Regions from separate parts of the Triticum aestivum genome. Here region 1 is linked to region 2. The links are chromatin contacts, called in public Hi-C maps. All regions are on one chromosome and are shown on one strand. Each heading gives the region's core, a stretch centred on a gene start, on an enhancer-like site or on the middle of the called end of the contact. The rest is flanking DNA. Distances are from core to core; before and after follow the strand shown. Region 1 holds the start of LOC123181344 (STE20/SPS1-related proline-alanine-rich protein kinase). Region 2 holds the start of LOC123181343 (cytochrome b5).

Region 1 (3,385 bases), core at 369-2,868, 330 kb after region 2:
ACCTCAACATGCAAGCATGCAGGAGAAAAGACCTACCACAACATTAAACCATGCATGGGAAAATGTTTTTCATTAAATTATTCCACTTACATTCAATAAATATTGCAACACCTATACATAATCAAATATAATAAGTTATATGTATTTTTAATTTTGGTTCTCCTCTTACCAACCCAAATTTCTCGCAACAAATTCTCACAGCAACACGTGGGTATCCTTTAGTTAACTTAAAACTCCAATGCTATGAGGGCATGATAGAGCCTTCTCGGTGAGGTCACCGAGGATGCAAAGAGAAACCTTCATACTTGTTAGCACTTGAGCTCAACTCCGGATGACTCAAAAAGAAAGGAGCCAACGTGAGCACAAATTGCTATTCAACTAAAAATGAGTTGAACCAAAATCAGCTCATTAAATTTTGGCTTCATACACCCTGCAACAACGTAAATGCTATGGATATTTTTATAGATGCATATATACGCAACTAATTTATTTGCACTTCTCATTTGTAATGCAATAATTTATTATGTAGGATAGGTACACGTCAACGATTATCTTACATGCATTACATAATTGTTTTGTTCTGAAACTATGACGCATGTGTTGTAATTTATTATGTACCTCCTTTGTTTCACAAATGGTACACCAAGTTTTAACTTCATTACCATAATTCCATTTTGAATGGTGTATTTTTATATTTCTATTTGTAGTTGTTGTGGTATACCATGTTCGAGAATTTTACATTGTCTAACAAGTGGATTGTTTTTTTAAATATATTTTGTCTTGCTCAAAAGTGGCCCAAGATTACAAGTCAAGCAAAAGCTCACTCCCTAACTCGACCTCTAGCTCACCATAAACCGAGTTAGCATGTTTTTTTTAAACAGACTCATCCTCACATGTTTTCAGCCCTAGAGGTGAATGTGATAAACACATCAAAACACACGTGTGTATGCGTGCCCGTGTGTACGTGACGGCCAACACCGACTGCAACAAAATCATTACAAGGAAAACAATTATATTAAAATTTAACGAGTTTTTTGCGGTTAGGAATATTACTAACAAAAATACGCTCTAGAATACGAAACTATTTTCAGCGGCCGTTACGAAATGATCCTTTTTAGAACTGTGGAATATACGAAAGCACTATTTCAAGGGATTTTAGACAGTAGATCATGATTTTTTATTTATTTCTGGGGCCACACAAAAAACGTGTGGTATAAGTTATATCCGGCTTATTAAGACTATATTGATCAGTCACTTAAAGCATTCCCGGTTTACTCGCGTCCGAATTAATTTTTTTCTTACTTATCTCGCTCGGTTATTTATGAGTTTGGATTAGCTGCCGGTGTCCGTACACACCAGTCCTTCCGCTCCCCGCAGACGATCCCCCCCCTCGGAAGCCCAGCATCGGGAGGCGGAGATCTACCGGGCAGTCGGCCGCACGCCACTCCCTCGCTGCCACTGCCCACCGCGGCCACTGACACGCCGGCCCAACTCCGCGGGGGCCACAGGTCATCGACCGGTCTCGCCGGCAGGTCGTCCCCACGTCGCCGCCCCCGCCCCCGCCACGTCACCGCCGAAATCATTAGTATTTTGCTCCCTTTCGCGACCCCGTTTGTTAAGCGTCCTTCCGTTCGCTATCTCCTCTTCCTCTTCCTCTTCACCCCTCTCCTCCCCTCTCTCTCCAGCGTAGCACGCCCTCTCTCTCTAGCATCTCTCCTCTCCCTCCTCCCAGCTCGCGCGGGAGACACTGGTCAGAGGCCAGGTCGAGCGCGGCGGGGCGTAGGGGGCGAGCTCCGCTGGTCCCGAGGGCACCGGAGGGCCATCGGCGCTGCCTCTGGCGGCCGGCGGGGCGGCATGGGCAGGAACGGGAGCGTCAAGCGGGGCGCGGCCGCCGCGGCGCCTCCGTCGTTCACGGTGAACCCGGCCGACTACCGGCTCATGGAGGAGGTGGGCTACGGCGCGCACGCCGTCGTGTACCGCGCGCTCTTCCTCCCCAGGAACCAGACCGTTGCCGTCAAGTGCCTGGATCTCGACCAGCTCAACAACAACATCGTGAGCATCCGTCTCGTCCCTCCCTCCCTCCCTGCTCTCTTACGGTTTCGGCGTTGGGCTGCTTCTGGGCGTCCTCTGCTGTTTGATCTGGCGAGAGATCCATTGGTTGATTGGAGTGGATCCTACTGCTGATTCGGTAGCTTTGGAGATCGCGCTGGAATTTGGCCTGTCTAGCGTCCTATTAGCCTCGCCTACTCCAGGATTTGCTTCTACATAATATAGTGACAGTTAATAAATTAGCATTTTAATGATGCGCCACTAGTCGTTGTAAAGAGGCTAGGACGATCAGTTGAGTCCTGTATATGCAGCATTTTCAATTCTTAGGGTGGCTGTATTTTTGGATGTTTTCTTTTGGCTTGCAGCTGGTTGAGAGGGTCAGTTATTTTTGCTAGAATGTCGCAACATCGGCAACTATCATTTACTTCGAGCAATTTTTTTGCCGATGTATGAACCTGATGGCGGTGGATACGGCATAGTGGCACTGCCAGAACCCTGCCTGGAGAAGGGAGATGCTTAAATTTGCATGCATGCTGCATGGGCAGGGACGCGGTCATGCAGCTTGGCCTTGTGCTTCCATTTGGGTGGGCACACTTGTTCTTTGATGACGAAGGTCTTAGGAGAAGGGGACATTGTCGTCTACTAGAATTCATGACTCATATATAGATACAAGGATCAGCATTTCCTAGTGCTACGTAAGATTATGCGGTTCGTACCATGACATTATCCTTTTGGGGTTTGGGAGGATGTCGTTATTATACATCTCTACATGAACATGTATACCATACACGTATGCCAACAAGCTCAAGTATCGGCGTAACCAAAGCTCAATCAATGCCTCTTATATTTACGATACACCCTTATTTTTAGGGGGAGGGGGGGGGTATTATGTCACCAAACTACCAAAGAGAAGTAAAGTCGTAAACTCGTGATTCTTGTTTTCTAAATTCCAATTGTAGTTTCTCCTGCACCATTTGTCGTTAGTGCACTCGAAGACAAGCATACAATTTTCTCTAAAAGAAACCCACATTGCATACCAAATTGTCATACAGGCTACTTGTTTTGGGGGAGTTAGTGATACCTTCTTCGCATATGTGATATGTTAACTAGGGTGCAAGCGGCATCCCACTTTGTCCTGCAAAACTCATCAATTAGCTCATCAGTTAATGTAAAATTAACTCTACATTCGTACCGTGGTATTGTCTGCCATTCCGCCCCGCTTGCATCCCAAATGTTAACACTGCGTAGTGTCAAATGTCAACATATTTCTTTTCTTGGTTTCTTCCCTTTCTGGAGGCTATAAATGAATTTAGATCTTACAAATGTATATCATTTG
Region 2 (3,282 bases), core at 565-3,064:
GCAGGATCTTGATGAGGAGGTCGCTATCCTTGGCCTGGACATGGGACCCTTGCTGAGGAGGTACAAATGTACGCTTTGCTGGGATGGTTGAAGCATCAATCTCCCCGATGTGGTACTTCTCCATCATCTCCCTTGCGGAATCACTGTGTCCGATATCTTCGAAATCGCTGGTTGCATCTTTCCCTGGTTATATTGGAGAGTAGTGATCAGGTTTGAATATTAAGATCGAAGTTGCGCAAGACTTTTGAACTTAGTCTCATCAACAATTATGAAAGACAAAGAAAATGACTCACCTGTTACTGCCAGCAGTACCTCATCTCCACCAGGATGCTCATCCATGAACGGGGTGACATCATACACCTGAGATGTTACACAACATGAGCTGATATAGTCACGCATATTTTGCAGCACACATAACAGGAATTTCGTCAGGTAAATTTCTCAATTCCTGCTGGGTATTTTCTTTTACTCCAACGGAATCTAATCCACTGGGTGCAGAGAAAACTCTAGACCGTATGGCCACACATGCCACACTGGAACATTCAAGGCCACACAATTGAAATGGGTACCAACAAACATATCGGCCACACATACTGCAGTGCAGAGACACCATTTTGGTGGGGCTACCCAACATCAACCACGCCCATGTGAATTAACAGCCCTGATACATCTTAATTGACCCATTTCCTTCCACCATGACTAGTTAATATGCACATTGCAGAAGAGGAAGCAGCTTTTCTTCACTGTCTCCCCATACTTGTACTTGATCCTATGAAAGAGCTGTCCAGTTGATAAGATTTTGCTGGAATACCTTTCCCTCAGCACCTCGTCAAGAATGAAATCCTGATACGCGACACGCAAGACAGATCTTGTACGAGTCGACCAATCTATGTACTACAATATTACAGAAGGTGCATGTAACAGCATGGAGTGCACCAAAGGCTACAAGGCTGTAACTGGTGTGGAATTGGAACACAAGCTTAAAACAAATCACTTGCTATTTGTCCTCATAGGACTATGTGTTTGGTCAGAGAACATCTCTGTTGACGAAGTATGAGCAGCTGAACAGATCTGATTGGGCGGAATTGACTTGAGCAAGCTCAACAAGAATACTCAATTCCACGAGCCCAGCAGACTCAATTCTTCCTCGTGAAGAGGCCTAGCATCTAGAAGTATTATCTAGCTCATCAGGCTTTGCAGGCGAAGCCTGTGCCGGAACAAGAAGACTAGCCACAGAACGCGCAGGAGAAGTAGATGCCAGGGTAGGAAAACGAAGGAGTGGTAGCGAGCAGGGAAGCATACCTTGCCGGCGATGACGAGCCAGCAGTCCTTGGTGACGTTGTGCTTGGCGACCTCCTCGAAGCCGAACATCTTCTTCTCGCCGGCCATGGCTCGCAACACACGCGCCCACGCTGCCCTGAGGGGAGAGGCCAAGAATTCCACACCACCAAATAAAAACAAAAAATCAGTCCTCCTTGTGCACCTAGATCCACGACACGTCGTCGAGAGAAAAGCGGTTGGGGCGCTGTTGGTAGGCCGTCGGGTCGCTCTCACTCACCTGGGGCTGGGAGCGGCCGCGAGGCGAGAAGTCGCCGGTGAGGGGGACGGGCCGACGGAGTGGCGCACGCACCGAGACCGAGAAGGAAGCGAGGAGGCGGAAATGGATCACGCGCTTTGGACAGGCCCCCCGCTCCGCGTGCGTGCGTGCGTGCGCGGTGGCGCCGGAGTCTGCTGTATTTGAGCCCGGCGCGTCCGGCCCCTCCCGCATCCCTTCGCGGCCGTGTTTCCCAAATTGCCCCTCGCGCGGCGGTCGTGGGCCGGACCCTGCCGGGCCGTTTCCTCCCTTGGGGGACTTCAACCCTCGGCCCCTCGGTCCGTTGGCACGTCAGCTTGCGGAGTCGCGCCCGCCCGCCTCGGCCTCGGCGATCGCTACCCTTTCCGTTTGCCCAGTCGTACGCGACCGAGTGGCGCGAGAGGAGACACGAGAGGAGTGCCCCGGTGAGACGCTCGCGCCGCGCCCTCCGCCCCCAGATCGTGTACCCGACGCCGATCGGCTCGTGCCATGGAGAAGCCCACGCGGCCCGTACCCGCGGACGGCGGGGAATTCCCCGACGGCGCGGACGACAGGGCGGCGGTGGAGGTGGAGGACGAGGCGGGGGAGGAAGAGGAGGAGCCGCCGCGATCGGCGACGGCCAAGGAGGAGGAGGCCAAGGCAGCGCTGGGCGCCGAGGGGTCCCAGCCGTTCACCACGCGGGAGCTCGTCGGTGAGATCAAGGAGGACGGCGAGGCGGACGGGGGCGGAGGCGTTGGGGAGGGGGGCGGGGTCGGATCCGCCGATGCTGAGGGTTCTTCGTCCAGGTTCGTGCAGACGCGCGTCCTTGTGCATGATCGGCACTCCATTCAGTACTGCATATCGCCGTGACTTGGTTAGGCTGTTTGCCTTGGGTCCTAGTACCAAGCCATTTGGATAATTGAAATCGTAATAATGTATTGGTTCATCACTTCACGTTGGTTGGGGCCCATGCCATCTATGTGAATTGTGCATTTGAGATGTTGCTTTGTTTTGGTGGTTAGCTGCTGAAGTAGTAGACATTTTTTCCTCATTATATTACGTTTTATCTTGCCAACTTGAATTGAACTGCTGGTCGATTATGCAGTTGCTTATTCCCCCTGTTGCCACACTGCTTACTTTTGGATGTAATAGTTTATCGAGGTATCAGGCCCTCTTTGATTCGTAGGATTCTCAAAATGCAGGAATAGGAAAAATAAAGGATTAGAATGGCATGCCCACTTGAATCCCATAGGATTAGCACAGAGTGTTTGATGCCACAGGAAAAACAAAGGAAGTGAAAAAAGAGGTTGGAGTGGACGCTAGATTTCCTGTACACACATGATTCCATAGGAAAAATTCCTATAGGATTCAATCCTATGAGTCACACGACCAATGTAGGAAAAAATCCTAAGGATTCTAATCCTTCAAAAATGCTATGGAATTCCTTTGAATCAAAGGAGCCCAGTGGTCTTACTTCAGCAAAGAAAATTAGTGGCTGCCATTCTAGCAGAACCCTAGGGTCCTGTTTGGATGGAGTTGTTGGTGCGTATATGTAGACCGCTTTTCATGTTTGCAAACATGAGTTAATACGTCACTGTACTGAGTAACCATTCTTTTTTTAGTGTACTGAGTAACCATTCTTATTTAGTACATATGGCACTATTGCATCTTCGTAGTTTATACTCCTTGGCTGATTGATGGGAATGATGATGAAGATACAGTTTTGTTTT

What was found. A called contact is a pair of places that touch in the nucleus more often than the background predicts.
Region 1: a Hi-C map of leaf shows a contact between it and region 2, with 6 times the contacts expected there. The contact joins the promoter of LOC123181344 here to the promoter of LOC123181343 in region 2. A contact is called at or near these places in 3 of 5 Hi-C or Micro-C datasets (all in leaf).

The regions. Positions count from the first base shown.
Region 1 is chr1D:258,385,941-258,389,325 of IWGSC CS RefSeq v2.1, forward strand. LOC123181344 (STE20/SPS1-related proline-alanine-rich protein kinase) reads left to right here and starts at 1,619. Exons shown (of 21, transcript XM_044593595.1): 1 at 1,619-2,052. The coding sequence starts at 1,855.
Region 2 is chr1D:258,055,780-258,059,061 of IWGSC CS RefSeq v2.1, forward strand. LOC123181343 (cytochrome b5) reads right to left here and starts at 1,815. Exons shown (of 4, transcript XM_044593594.1): 1 at 1,559-1,815; 2 at 1,303-1,417; 3 at 294-360; 4 at 1-183. The coding sequence starts at 1,389. It overlaps LOC123181342 (protein HLB1), which reads left to right and starts at 1,762. Exons shown (of 14, transcript XM_044593593.1): 1 at 1,762-2,358. The coding sequence starts at 2,063.